Linked DNA regions of Mus musculus: all the other regions are linked to region 1. The links are chromatin contacts, called in public promoter capture Hi-C maps. All regions are on one chromosome and are shown on one strand. The core of a region is the stretch at or near the end of the contact, and the rest is flanking DNA. Distances in the headings are between cores, read along the strand shown.

Region 1 (3,172 bases), core at 150-2,649:
ACCAAACCCCATCATTTCTCTCCTTTCTACTGCCATCAGTTTTTTGTAAGCTTTTACTACTTTAATCAGTATTCTCTGAACTAGCCTGCTGTCCAATTGCTCTTCGTTACAAACCACTATGGCAAACATTGCTTCACACTACAAATGGGTGTGGGTCTTCAGCCTGCTGTGTAATTTGTTTGTTTGGGTTTGATTTTTGTTGTTTGTTTGTTTTTCAAGACAGGGTTTTTCTATGTAGCCCTGGCTGTCCTGGAACTCACTCTGTAGATCAGGCTGGCCTCAAACTCAGAGATCTGCCTGCCTCTGCCTGTGAAGGAATGAATGCACTGGGATTAAAGGTGTGTACGACCACCCTTTCTTTCCCATGGGGAACAATGGATGAAACCGAGAACCCTGCCTGGGCAATTGTCTAACCACTGAACTTTATTTCCAACCTACAGTGTAACTTCTGTTAGCTCTTTCCTCTGCTCATGCACCGGTCCTTCCCTGCTAGGCTTCCCATCTAGCAGCCCAACTGCCTGAATGTGCACGATGTTCCTGCTCCAGAGAAAGCATGTCTATTCTTCAAACTCTAGATCTCAGGAAACTCTTAGATCGCCCCAGCTGTTGTTTATTCTAAACTTTTCCGGAAGTCTAGAATTCACTTACCATCCAGCACCCTTTAGGGGTCATTATTTCATAGGGCATCTCCTGGAATGTAACTAGTGACAGAGGTATTTCAACTGTATTTCCATCTCCAGTGATGCCTGGCACAAGTGTGTCTTTTTCATTTGCACAGAGGCTGGCAATTTCCATTTATTCTCTGGCCAGGTCTCAAGCAACTGTTACTACTCTGGTTTTTCCTGTTGACCGCCCCATTTTGGATCTGTCTCAGAAGCTCAAAGAAAAAAAACCAAGGGACTCAGCAAGGAAGAAGTCACATTGAGGGCCACACTGTTGACGCAGTAAAGGCGCCGGCCACGGCAGGCACTGACCTGTTCTAGCAGATAGATGAGCTGGTCCCGAGCCAGCCTCTTGAGCATAGAGAAGTCGGGAAGCTCAGGGGCGTCCAGCCGATGGGGAAAAGCCATGGCAGCGGTCACCTGAGCCACCGTGTGAGAGCAGCAGAATTCTCCCTGTTCTGCAAAGGCCGGCGACAGCCCAAGGTGTTACTGCAGGCTGGTACCCCGCTTGCCTGGGCTCTGGATCCCAGGACCCCCAAGGGGCCCTCGCTCCTCTGCCGTACTCGACGGATGAATGACCGACCACCTCCCGGACGGACGGCCACAGGCTCAGGCGACTCTCCTTGGAGACCTATAGTCACTGGTCCCGCCCGAGTCCACTCAGCCTGTCAGCAGGATTCCCAACGACATCCGCACACTCGGCAGCGTGCCGGGGAACCCCGCCTCCTACCCAGAGAAAAGCCACTTCCTAGACATCCCGGAAGTCCGGGTCTCCCAGTTAGCGATTAGAGCACTAGAAGGGGACGGCGGCCGGGAAGGGACATTTGAAAACGGGAGTGAATCTTTTCACAGGTTTACTTTGTGTGAATGTGAGCGGTGTGTGTGTTTGAAACCTAGTCTGCAGAGCACAGTGTGTGTGTGTGTGTGTGTGTGTGTGAGAGAGAGAGAGAGAGAGAGAGAGAGAAACCTAGTCTACAGAGCGCTGATTGCTGGAGTCTCAGCTGTTAATTTAGTCTCCAACTATTCAGTCCTTAGCTTCCTGGTAATAGAAGGTAAGCGAGCAGTGTAAAGAGGAATGAATGTGTTAGACTATGAAAGTTAAGGCTTGCCAGCTGTAACCCTTGGCTATTGGAGTTCGATTTGTTAATGGCCATTATGGAAGAAATGAATAAGCTTGTGGCACAATCATGCTACAAAACAACTGTACAAATTAAAGAGGCAAAATACAGAAGTAGTCAGCTGGTAGTGGTGCACGCCTTTAATCCCAGCCATTGGGAGGCAGAGGAAGGTGAATCTCTAAGTTTGAGGCCAGCCTGTCCTACAGAGTGCGCTCCTGGACTACCAGGACCACACAGAGAAACCCTGTCTAGAAAAACCAAAACAAAAATCAAAAACAAGCAAAAACACAGAAACACATCTATATAGTGTTGTTTACATAGAATTTGTTTATGAAACAAGGTCACAATATGTAGGCCATGCTGTCTATTGCAGATAGGAGCTGACTGGGGAAATCAATAAATGAAATAATGGGAGAAAGGGTGAGGTATAATACTTTGTTGTTTAAAAAAGAAAGAAAACAAAGGCAGTCTGTCATCTTGGTGGGTGTCTGTAAACCCAACCCTTCGAAGCAGAGAGAGGGATCAGGAGTTCTCGGCTACTCTGGTCTCCACAGAAAGTTGAGGGAAGCTGGGGTACAGCTCAGTGAATGAAAGGGTGGAGACTAGAGTTTGGATCCCCAGCACCCACAAACATGCTAAGGGGGTGTGACATCAGCTCAGTAACTTCAGCACTCCAAAGTCAGAGGCTGGGGATCCCTCAGGCAAGCTGTCTAGCTAGACTAACCTAATCACCTGGCTCTGGGTTCATCAGAAAACCCTGACTCAAAAGGTTAGCTGGAGAGCTAGCAAGGACTCCACCCCAACCTCTGGCCAACCCCTTCCCTGCCTCCCCAACTCCCACTCCCTCAAAGCAGAAACTCACCTGGGACAAATGACCCAGCTTCTAAAAATAACTAGCAAAGAGGAAAAGATGTGAGAGGTGAGACTTAAGGTATAGGAAATATATTGAGGCCAGGTATAGTAAAAATTTTGGAATTTTGGTTTTTTTTTTTTAATGGAAATATAAGAACACGTTTTCGTTCTAATCCCAGGTGTGGGATATGAGGCTGCTTCAGATGGTTCGCATCAACCATGATTTGCCTTGTGCTCTGGCAAGGGCATGACTTTGCCAGCTGCAGATAGTTTGTGTGTGACATTTGGAATTCTGGTGTCTTTTCAGAGGGTATAAATGCTAGGGCCCCAAGAGGCATGATGGGTTGTTGGTTGCAATTTGTTTAGTCATGGGTGAAGAAATTAGATATCCTGGCTGAGAAGATCAAACTTGCTCCAAGGAACTCATCACCCCTAATCAGCAGGAAGTAGTCTAATGATAATGTTGCCCCTTTCTGAACCCTGATTTTATTCAGGGGTCTCTTTCTTCTCCTATCCTTTTTTTCTCTTATCTAGTGTTCA
Region 2 (3,396 bases), core at 182-2,681, 350 kb after region 1:
CAGGCTTAAAGGGCAAGTGAGTTTGCCTGTGGAGCCATCTCCCAGGTCCTTACTCTGTTTTTTCCTTACCTCTTTAATCCACTGTGGCCCTAACATATATGAAAGTATGAAAAAACTAAGCTGCTTTTTCTTCAAAGTGTTAATCAGTTATCTCAATAGCACTTGTGGAATTCCTTCCTACAGCCAAACTATGATAGCCCCTACATCATATATTAAAATTATTTCATGCCAAGGGCTTGGAAAGACTACATCTCTTCCAAACGACTGGAGTTGCTCCCAGCATTCACTTCAGCTGCTTATAAACTCCAGCTCTAAGGTGGCCTCTTCTAGTCTCTGAGGGCACCTGAAGCAACATTTGGACATATACACATACAACATAATTAAAATTAAATCTTTAAAATTGTTTACCACAGACTATTGTGTTATAGTTCAATAATACTTCACCTTTTAATTATGATTTGAGGCTTGTGAGGTAAAGGCACTGCCAAGTCTGATGGCTTACATTAGATCTTTTACACAGCAAGAGAGAACTGACTCCCCAAATTGTCCTCTGATTTCCACACATGCACCGTTGCAGGCGCGTGGGTCCTCTCCAAAAAAATCCATATAAATGTAACTTTAAAACATACTTCAAATTATCCTGCTTGGTTTGATTGGTGGGCAAAGCTGGTTCCTTCTTGCTACTCTGTTTTAGAATTGTCTTTGACATTTCCGTCCAACATTTGAATCATTTTGTCCCACTTCAATGCAATAGTCATTTGAATTTTTATTTACTAAAATCCCAGGGATGTATGTGGTGGTGCAGGCTTTTAATCCCAGCATTTAGGGTCACAGAGGCAGGCGAATCTCTGAGTTCAAAGCCAGGCAGGGCGACACAGTGAGACTCCGTTTCAAAGAAAGATAACATATAAACAAACAAACGAATAACTAAATGAATAAATAAATGAGAAAAGGTGTTACCAGTTTGAGACCAACCGTTCCGTTTATGTGGGATTGGATGAGAGATCCCGTATGATGTCAACTTTCACCATCTAAAGGAGAGAATGACCGTTTGACTGGCAGACTTTTGCCTAATTCACTGCAACATAAAAGCCTAGCTTTTGCTAGTCCAAGGTTAGAAGAAGAAACACAAACACCTACTGGTCCCTCAAACTGGCGCGGCTGCTGGCAGGAATTGCCAGTCTCGATGCTTGCTGCCGACACGGTTGGCTCCAGGATGGAACCAGAATGAGGGGCTCAGTCCCAGCCAGGCTTGGATTCGTTCCCAGGCTGGCCAAGGCGACCGTGCTCCTGGGCTTCTACAGCCGTGCTCCCCAGGAAAGCGCGCCGACCTCTCAGGGTGCCAGAGCGGCAGGACACTTTAGTGCTCGGTGCCCAGGGGTACCGAGACTAAGTTTCCGGGAGCAGCTTTCAGCGGGACACCAACAGGAAGTGTTCGTGTTGTGCCGGAAGAAGGTGCGTTCTTGGAGCAGGTGGTACCGAGAGAAGCGGGACCGGCAAAGATGATTCAGGCGATTCTGGTTTTCAACAACCATGGAAAACCGCGGCTGGTCCGCTTCTACCAGCGTTTTGTGAGTGCAGCCCCACCAACCATGCCCCTGCGGAGCACCAGAGCCATCCCTTCCCCACGGCCCGCAGCCGCGCTCAGCAGCATCTCCTGCTCTGGCACCGTGCATGACCCACCCCCCTGCTCCTCCCTCATCCTTCCTGGATCTTGGCTTTTCTGTGTTTTGTGACACTTTCCCTTGGGTCTTAGGGACAGACTCAGTACACAGTGTGCCGCATTGAGATATTGGGTGACAGCCTCTGTCTTTAGTTTTTTGTTTCTGTATTTGTTTTGTTTTTTAAATTGATGAGCGTAGTTTTGTGATGATCTGGTCGTTGGGTTCTTTTACGTTTATTTTTTCTCAAGGGCATGGAGAGAAGTTCTTTCGTGGAATCACTTGCTTCAGCATTGGCTGGCACTTATCAGGGTTGGGATACTTTTTATCCTGTAAGGTTGCAGAAAGTCTCTTTTAAAATTAGGGGGAAATGAGCTATTTTTACAAGATGCCAGTTGTAGTGGTGCACACCTCAAAGCTCAGAACTCGGGAGATGGAGGCGAGAGGATCAGGACTTCAAAGTTATCCTCAGATACACAGCTAGTTCTAAGCCAGCTTGAGCTACACCAGACCGCATCTTAAGAAATCATATAATTAAACAAATAAACAAATGCCATCATGGAATGCCTCAGCAATGTTCGTGCACATTTGAATTTTCTGGAAACATTTCCTTTGGGGAAACGCAGATGCCGTTCTTTGCCTTCTGTACCCCAATATTTTATTCGTGGTTAGGTTTCAAAATATCCTCCTGAGAGACTGGTTCTGTCTGAGAGGGAATAAAATCAGAAGACTTTCAGGCTTCAGCCCCACCTTTTGTACACGTTAAGAAATGTCTTGCCGGGCGGTTCTGGCACACACCTTTAATCCCAGCACTTGGGAGGCAGAGGCAGGTGGATTTCTGAGTTCGAGGCTAGCCTGGTCTACACAGTGAGTTCCAGGACAGCCAGGGCTTTAGAGAGAAACCTTGTTTTGAAAAACAAACAAACAAACAGAAATGTCTCTGGGTCTTTTATTCCTTTTTTCATCATAAATGAAAAGTATTTGCTTTTTAAAATAGGATTTTCCAACTACGTTTTTAAATAGAACACTGAATACAACTTCAATTTTTTGTTGTTTATGTTTTTCAAGACAGGGTTTACAACTTCAATTTGCACGTGCATTTGTTTCTCCTAGTTTCTAAGTTTTTCACTGAGCTAAAAATCACTATACAGCTACTTAATGTATGCAGTTTAGTGGCATCTGTCACAATTTGAGAACATTTTTATCTCTATTAAAGAAACTTACTGTTAATAATCAACTACCCTGTTCACAATCAACTGCCCTGTCCCTAAGCAAGCAAAACCAAAACCCAACCAACCAACCAACCAACCACCAAAAGAGATCCTACCACAGCCTTCCACATCCTAGAGTTATAGGCATGCACCACTGTGCTCTGCTGGTCATCTGTGTTTCCCAGTAATTGCTCTGAACATTCATGTGTTGAGTTTTAGTATGGACATTTCTTTTTATTTCTCCTGACTTCATATGTAGTAGAATCATTAGGCCACATAATAACTAAGTGGGGAACTGGAAAAGTGTTTTCCTAGTTGTATATTGTTATCAGCAATGTATCAGTATTGCAATTTCTTCATGTCTCCTTCTGAACTAGGAAGGGAATTGAGAGCACCCCTCCTTCTAGGCAGTCCTCCACCACTGAGCTGCATAATCCTAGCCATGTTGTCTTTATTGAAGGCATTTTAGTGGATGAAAATCGATCGCCTTTTGAAATGGTTTTGATGTCTAGTTTCTATAGTGA
Region 3 (3,401 bases), core at 62-2,561, 310 kb before region 1:
CAGAAGCCCTCCCTTGGACTACACCCTTTCCCTCAGGCCCACACACTCCCCTATAGTCCTTCATCATCTGCTTCCGCCAAGCGTGTACCCCTCACCCTCGGTCTCATCCACGTGCCACCCCACCTACCTTCTACTTACAAATCTGTGCGTGAGGACTGCACAGATGGCTCAGTGGTTATGAGTACCGATTGCTTTTTCAGAGGACCTGGGTTCAACTCCCAGCACCCACCTAGCAGCTCACACCTATCTGTAATTCTGGTTCCTGAGAATCTGGCACCCTCACATGTAGGCAAAACACCAAAGCACAGAAGAAGAATAAACCTTGTTAAAAGTGAAAAAATCTGTGGGTGAGAAACCATCCCTCAGTATTGGCCTTCCATGCCCACAGTTCTCAAGGGTTCAGGTGGGCGCGTGGCTGTTGCCCTTATGCCGAATCCCTGTGCCTGGCATAGAGTCGGAGCTCAGTCACTACCTCCCTGCTGCTAAGCTCTTTCTGTGGTCACAGTTGTCACCCCAGTGCTCCAGCTGCTGAGTAAGCCATTCTCTCCACACTCAATCCAGCCTGAGCCCCAGTGGGACACTCAGAAGCCCCCACTCTGGCTCCCTCCTCACCCCTGCTCACCCAGCAGCCCCGTCTACACTCAACAGAGTGGTGCTTTTTTTCCATATTTTCTGCTCATTCTTTGAGAATTTCATACATCTCTGCAGTGGATACTGGTTAAACAACACACCCCATGCCCCCTTCACCTCCTAGACCTCACCGCCACCTCCCTCCCCCCACACCAATTCATCCTTTTATAGCCCATGGGGTTCAGTGAGCACTGTCCTTAGCCACTGGGACACGGGCATCCTAAAGGATCACGTCCACTCAGAGGGACAGATTTTACTTCATCTTTCTGCACCTCTGAAATGAAACAAACACCTTCCATGTCATGATACTGGGTTGTGGGAAGTGAACTTGCACAATTCAAGAATTTAGAATTGTTCCTGGCACCAAGAATTCCATCAGCCGATGTCAGTTTTTTTAAGACCCTGGCTGGCCTGGAGTTCACAGGGATCCTCCTTTGCCTCTGACTCCAGCGCTGGAACTGAAGCCATGCCACACCTGGCAGTCAACATCATTTTTTACAACTATTTGTTACATGAATCTGTCCCTTTGAGGACAATATGTACTGATGCTTAGAGTACTGGGCTTGTACAACACTTGATTTGAAATGCCAAATATTAGCACTGGAGGGTTACTCTAAATGGGCTTCACTGTGCAGCTCTGGAAAGTAAGATTTGCAGTAAGATCTTGGGGCTGTGTCCCCATGTGAACACTAGATGGAGCTGAGGCTGTACGAGTGGTTCTAAGGACAGGGGAAACAACCAAAGAAAGAGAGCCACTTGATCCCCTGGGTCTCTGAAGATTGGCATCAGGAAGGACTGACGCCCACAGTGACAGAAGGCCATCAGCATCCTTAGTGACCACTACCAACGATCAGACACTGCACACCCACGTTCCTTCCAGCAACCTAAAAGAACTGCAGAGAGGCTCAGGGTCACCTATCTGCCAGTGGGCACGCAAGGCCCTGACCCTAAGGAGACTGACTCCACGACCTCCTGCTTTCTGTCTCTGTCCTTGCCATGGCACAGGATTCCCAAGGCTTCAAGCTACATCCTGAAGCCGGGCAAGCTGCTATACACATGGAAGCCGAATGCTTGGGAGGTGGGACAGATGTCCACGGCCAGCCTCAGCTATATGACAAGACTGAAGCCAGCCTGGGCTACATGATACCCTGTCTTAGAAATACATACATATATATACACGTATACATACATACATATATATGGAGAGAGAGAGAGAGAGAGAGAGGTGCTGGAGAGGGAACTCAGTGGTTAAGATCACTGACTGCTCTTCAGAGAACCCAGACTCAATTCCCAGCACCTGCACGGCAGCTCACAACCATTCAAGACTCCAGTTCCAGGGAGCCTATGCCCTTTTCTGGCCTCTGTAGGCACTGGATGCATTTTTTTTAATGTAAAATTTAAAAAAAAAAAAAAGGTGTTTTAAAGGGCTTTACTGGCCTGGGGAAGAAAGTGAAACCCTGAATTGATCTCTACCACTGTCCAGAAAGAAAGAGCCTTGTTTTTATAAATGTGCACATTCATGATCACAGATGCAAAACAGCGCCGAGCCACACCCCTGAGGCTAGGCTTTCAAGTGGTTGGAACCTGGAACTCCTAGAAATCACTGGGGCTGGCTGGTACCCAGGCAGCTTTGGTAGAGAGGTGTGCACCGTGGATGATAGAGAAAGGATCAGCGGTAGGGGAATGCGCCCCAGTAATAGTGTGCTTTTAAGAAAAAAAAATTCTGTTTAACAGAACAAAAGGAAATCTAGATGTGATGGGGAAAGTTACCAAGCCACAAAGAGTCACATGCTTTTTACGTCGCTAATACGTTTTTTCAAAGAACAATACTAAGTGCTTGACTTGTGCTTTTGACAGACTGGGACTGCGGACAGACAGACGGACAGACGGCATCTCCCGAGGACCCGAGTTTAGGAGAGGAAATGAGCTCGTCACCACTTCCGGGCTCCTTCCCCTCCCACATTTTATGAGTTTGAGTTTTCTCATTGTCAAGGCTTGCACTATTTACATCCTGTCCGGTAACCTTCGCTCCCACCATTGTTTGGCCGCTGTTCCGGGTGTGGACTCCGTGCTCTGGCCTGTCCTTGCAGAATGGGCTTCCCACTCCTCATCCCCCACCCATTCCTCCTAAGCCTTTGTCATCAGGGAATCTTTGCCAGAAGGGCTGAGCTAGTCCCAGCCACAGGTGTCTGGATTCTCTGCTGCCAACCTTGAAGGTTTTACAACAGCCTGATTTATGCCTGATGCCTGGGGGAAATTGATAGGGAAAAACAAACAAACAAACAAACAAGAAAAAAAACTACTGTGCTGCTATGCCTCCCAATATAAGTACGGGAGTCCTGACTCGGAGTTGGTGATGGATGGTTGAAGTGTTAGAATTTGGAACTAAAGAAAATAACCGGGCAGTCCTGACTCTGTGTGTGTGTGTGTGTGTGTGTGTGTGTGTGTGTGTGTGTGTGAGAGAGAGAGAGAGAGAGAGAGAGAGAGAGAGAGAGAGAGAGAGAGAGAGAGAGAGATGGTGCTGGAGGCTACTGAGCTGGGAACTGGGAAGTCAGAATTGATTTAGACAGTCCTTGCCTCTGGTTCACATATACCCGTGGGGAAGCAAGACTTCCCCATTGTGATGCACATGCCTGTAGCCTGAGCGCGTTGGAGGTGGAGGCAGGAGGATAGTGAATCTGAGGCTATCCTGGGCTACCTGAGGCTCTGACTCAAAAACAAAAAGGCCAAGAGAAAGAGAAAAATGCATCTCTGGAACTTTCCATTTTCTA
Region 4 (3,025 bases), core at 359-2,858, 480 kb after region 1:
TTCATCTCTCCAGTGCTGGGGTTACAAGCCAGTGCTACACGTGGTTATGCAGTGTTGGAATAAGACCTAGGGCTTCCGGCAGGCTAGGCAAGCACTCTACCGACTGAACCACACCACCAGCCCTCTAATAGGTGAGACAGTCCAGTAGCATAGGATGGCTTCAAATTCACTTTGCAGCCAAGACTGGCCCAAACTCCTCTTGCCTTCATTTTCCAAATGTTGGAATTACAGGCATGTGCGTGTATGCCCAACTTCTGGAGACTTTATTAATAAGCATGTCACATATAAGTGGGGACAGGTTTGCTTTAATCTCTCAATTTGTATTTATTTCTCTTTATTTTTCCAACCTAGTCCCTTCATTCAGTACAACACTGAACAGGTATGGTAAGAGCAGGCATCCTCAACAGCCAGGCTCACAACTGCAGTAAGCTGAGGCAGCAGGATCAGGAGCTAAAGGCCAGCTGGGTTAGAGTAAGTTTGAGGCTAGCCTGGGCTACATGAGACCATGTTTCAAGATGTGGGAGGAAGAACACTGGAGAGACGGCTCAGCAGTTAAGAAGAGCACATGTTGCTCTTGAAGAACCCAAGGTTCTGTTCCCAGAAGCCACCTCAGGCAGCTTACAATTGCCTGCAAGGCCCGATCCTAAGGAACGTGACACCTCTGGCCTGTGTGGGGGCACCAGCACACACACACACACACACACACACACACACACACACACACACACATCTTTAAAAAATAAAAGGCAGCCTATGAACCTAACAGGTAGCATCCTATGAAATAGATTATAAAACTGCCATTGGGACAGATGAAGGTTTCTGCTTTTCAGGGTTTTTGGGTTTTGTTTTGTTTTGTTTTGTTTTTTCCAACACAGGATCTTATGTAGCCCATGTTAACCTGGGCCATATACAGCTAGGCCTGGCCTTGAACTCCTGACCCTCCTGCCTTCACCTCCCAAGTGTGCCACCAGCTCAAGGAGTTGAGTTTTGTCAAAGGACTTTTTACTCACTGTAGCTGACCAAAGCAGCAGAGCTCCAGTCATGGGAGGGCTGGGAAGGGGACCAAGCTCCCCATCTTGCCAAGACTAGAAGTGACTTGTAGTGTGGGGAGGCAGGCTCACCTCTCCCCCTGCCCGGACACCCCAGCAACCTCACAGGTCGGTCGGGATGGTTTCTTCAATGTGCCTCCCATAGCCTGGACATCAGGGAGGACTACAGGCCACATCCAAGCCTCTGGGAAGGACTGAACTAGAGTTCTCTCCGTGTCTAGAGGTCCCTAGTCCACAGTTGGCCAATGCAATCCCGAAGTCTCTTGTTATACAATTTGTAAATTAAAGTGATGGAAAAAAATGGCGTAGGGTCCCTAATAAATGAAGGTGTACCCTAAGCCTAGGAGCTAGACTTCAGTTCTCTGAGCATGGTTCTTTCAACTGGCAGTCCTGGCCATAGGTGCCTGACTTACTGAGGCCCCAAATATGGTCCAGGTGGAGCAGACTGGACTAAGGGGTCCTGCACCTCAGAGCCCCTGCTATGGTTCAAAGGGTTCAGGCCCTGCCCCCCTCCTGGCTCGAGCCGGCTTTGATATGCTGATGAATTCTGGAAGGGGCCCGCTTCACACCTAGGGCTCAGGATAAAGCTACAGCGGACCCAATGGTCAGGCCTCCGCTGCCATGGCCCAGCCCCTGTGCGAGCCGCGCTCCGAGTCCTGGATCCTGAGTCCCGCTGGTCGGCAGCCACCGATGCCTTCCGATGGGAACAGCGTCTGCTCCCCAGCCTGGTCCTCGGACCCGTGGGACGGTGCCCAGGCCAGCAGCCCTGCACCACCCTGCGCCCGCCCGGCCCGGCGTGCTGGGACCCCGGGTAGGCGCGGGACGCACGGTAGCCGCCTGGGTAGCGGACAGCGGCAGAGCGCCAGCGAGCGGGAGAAGCTACGTATGCGCACACTCGCCCGCGCGCTGCACGAGCTGCGCCGCTTCTTGCCGCCATCCGTGGCACCAACCGGCCAGAACCTGACCAAGATCGAGACGCTGCGCCTGGCCATCCGCTACATTGGCCACCTGTCGGCTGTGCTGGGACTCAGCGAGGACAACCTCCGGCGACAGCGGCACGCGGTGTCACCTCGAGGCTGCCCGCTGTGCCCCGACAGCGACCTGGCGCAGTCGCAGTCGCTCGGTCCCCGTTTAAGCCCGGCCGTCTGCAGCGGGGTGTCGTGGGGATCCCCGCCTGCCTACCCTAGACCCCGAGTCGCCGCAGAATCGTGGGACCCATCGTTCCTGTACGCAGAAACAGCATCCCAGGAAAGGCAGGAAATGGAGCCCAGTCCCTCATCTCCGGTTAGTAACCCCTTCCCCCACACTGTCGAGGTGGCGCCCCCTACTGTTGGTGCGCGACGCACAGCCCCACGTCGCGGACCAGCCTCTCTGCTGCACTCAGGATCTCCCTTGGGCGCATCCCCGTGTGCCCTGGGTGTCCGAACAGGGTGGGAGTTGGACAGGCAGGGATTAAGGACGCTTTGCTTGCTCGCTTAACCTTGAGCGTGGAGCGGATGAGCGCGGACCTGACCCTGGGGCAGGTGTTGATTGTGGCGCTGTTCACTCTTCCTGCAGCTCTTCAGCAGCGACATGCTGGCTCTTCTAGAAACCTGGACGCCGCCGCAGGAGTGGCCGCCTGCCTGAAGAGTGGAGGGGACAATGCAACGGATGATTGTCACCCTGTCTGAGCACAGACACTTTTCCTTTGGTCTTGGCACCTTCGGAGGGAGTAGATCCTGGAAGAGGCGGCAGTGATACCAACATGGGCATCCCGGGGTGGGAGCTGGCCCTCATCCAGACTGTACCATTCCAACCCTCCTTGGAAGGAGGCGCCCAATAGGGTACACGCTCTAAAGATGAAGCAGGCACAAGCTTTGCCTGGTGTGTATTTATTTATTTGTGAATAAACCGATTGTGCTAGTGTCATTTGGAGGGTTTATTTTTCTTTCTTCCTTATTTGGGGGTGTGTGGGAGGGGGAACCTCACACTGTACG

The links. Promoter capture Hi-C pulls out the DNA fragments that hold promoters and counts their contacts. Capture Hi-C pulls out chosen DNA fragments and counts their contacts.
Region 2: a promoter capture Hi-C map of adipose tissue shows a contact between it and region 1. The contact joins the promoter of 5430400D12Rik here to the promoter of Vps33b in region 1. A contact is called at or near these places in 5 of 39 promoter capture datasets (the 3T3-L1 cell line, hippocampal neurons, liver and 1 more), 1 of 115 datasets of contacts at active chromatin or transcription factors (stem cell-derived neural progenitor cells) and 2 of 9 other capture datasets (adipose tissue and liver).
Region 3: a promoter capture Hi-C map of the HPC-7 cell line shows a contact between it and region 1, with 3 times the contacts expected there. The contact joins the enhancer-like site here to the promoter of Vps33b in region 1. A contact is called at or near these places in 9 of 39 promoter capture datasets (the 3T3-L1 cell line, the C10 cell line, the HPC-7 cell line and 5 more), 2 of 484 Hi-C or Micro-C datasets (bone marrow-derived dendritic cells and bone marrow-derived macrophages), 4 of 115 datasets of contacts at active chromatin or transcription factors (bone marrow-derived macrophages, microglia, neural tube and 1 more) and 3 of 9 other capture datasets (liver, macrophages and pancreatic islet).
Region 4: a promoter capture Hi-C map of liver shows a contact between it and region 1, with 2.4 times the contacts expected there. The contact joins the promoter of Mesp1 here to the promoter of Vps33b in region 1. A contact is called at or near these places in 10 of 39 promoter capture datasets (the 3T3-L1 cell line, cranial neural crest, hippocampal neurons and 5 more) and 1 of 9 other capture datasets (embryonic stem cells).

Annotation. Positions count from the first base shown.
Region 1 is chr7:80,267,882-80,271,053 of GRCm38.p6, reverse strand. It overlaps Vps33b (vacuolar protein sorting 33B), which reads right to left and starts at 1,399. Exons shown (of 23, transcript NM_178070.4): 1 at 975-1,399. The coding sequence starts at 1,070.
Region 2 is chr7:79,918,684-79,922,079 of GRCm38.p6, reverse strand. 5430400D12Rik (a long non-coding RNA gene) reads right to left here and starts at 1,431. Exons shown (of 2, transcript XR_003946805.1): 1 at 1,141-1,431; 2 at 1-1,031. It overlaps Ap3s2 (adaptor-related protein complex 3, sigma 2 subunit), which reads left to right and starts at 1,440. Exons shown (of 6, transcript NM_009682.3): 1 at 1,440-1,571. The coding sequence starts at 1,503.
Region 3 is chr7:80,582,186-80,585,586 of GRCm38.p6, reverse strand. No RefSeq gene overlaps it. Among named protein-coding and RNA genes, the nearest start is that of Gm42398, 28 kb to the right of the region's middle. Within about 2 kb of position 1,311, at least 88 of the 459 cell types and tissues checked have an H3K27ac peak or open chromatin away from gene starts, as enhancers often do. A contact at or near this core is called in the HPC-7 cell line, bone marrow-derived dendritic cells, bone marrow-derived macrophages and 4 more, where this site is marked.
Region 4 is chr7:79,792,173-79,795,197 of GRCm38.p6, reverse strand. It overlaps Mesp1 (mesoderm posterior 1), which reads left to right and starts at 1,608. Exons shown (of 2, transcript NM_008588.2): 1 at 1,608-2,333; 2 at 2,607-2,957. The coding sequence starts at 1,671. The coding sequence ends at 2,675.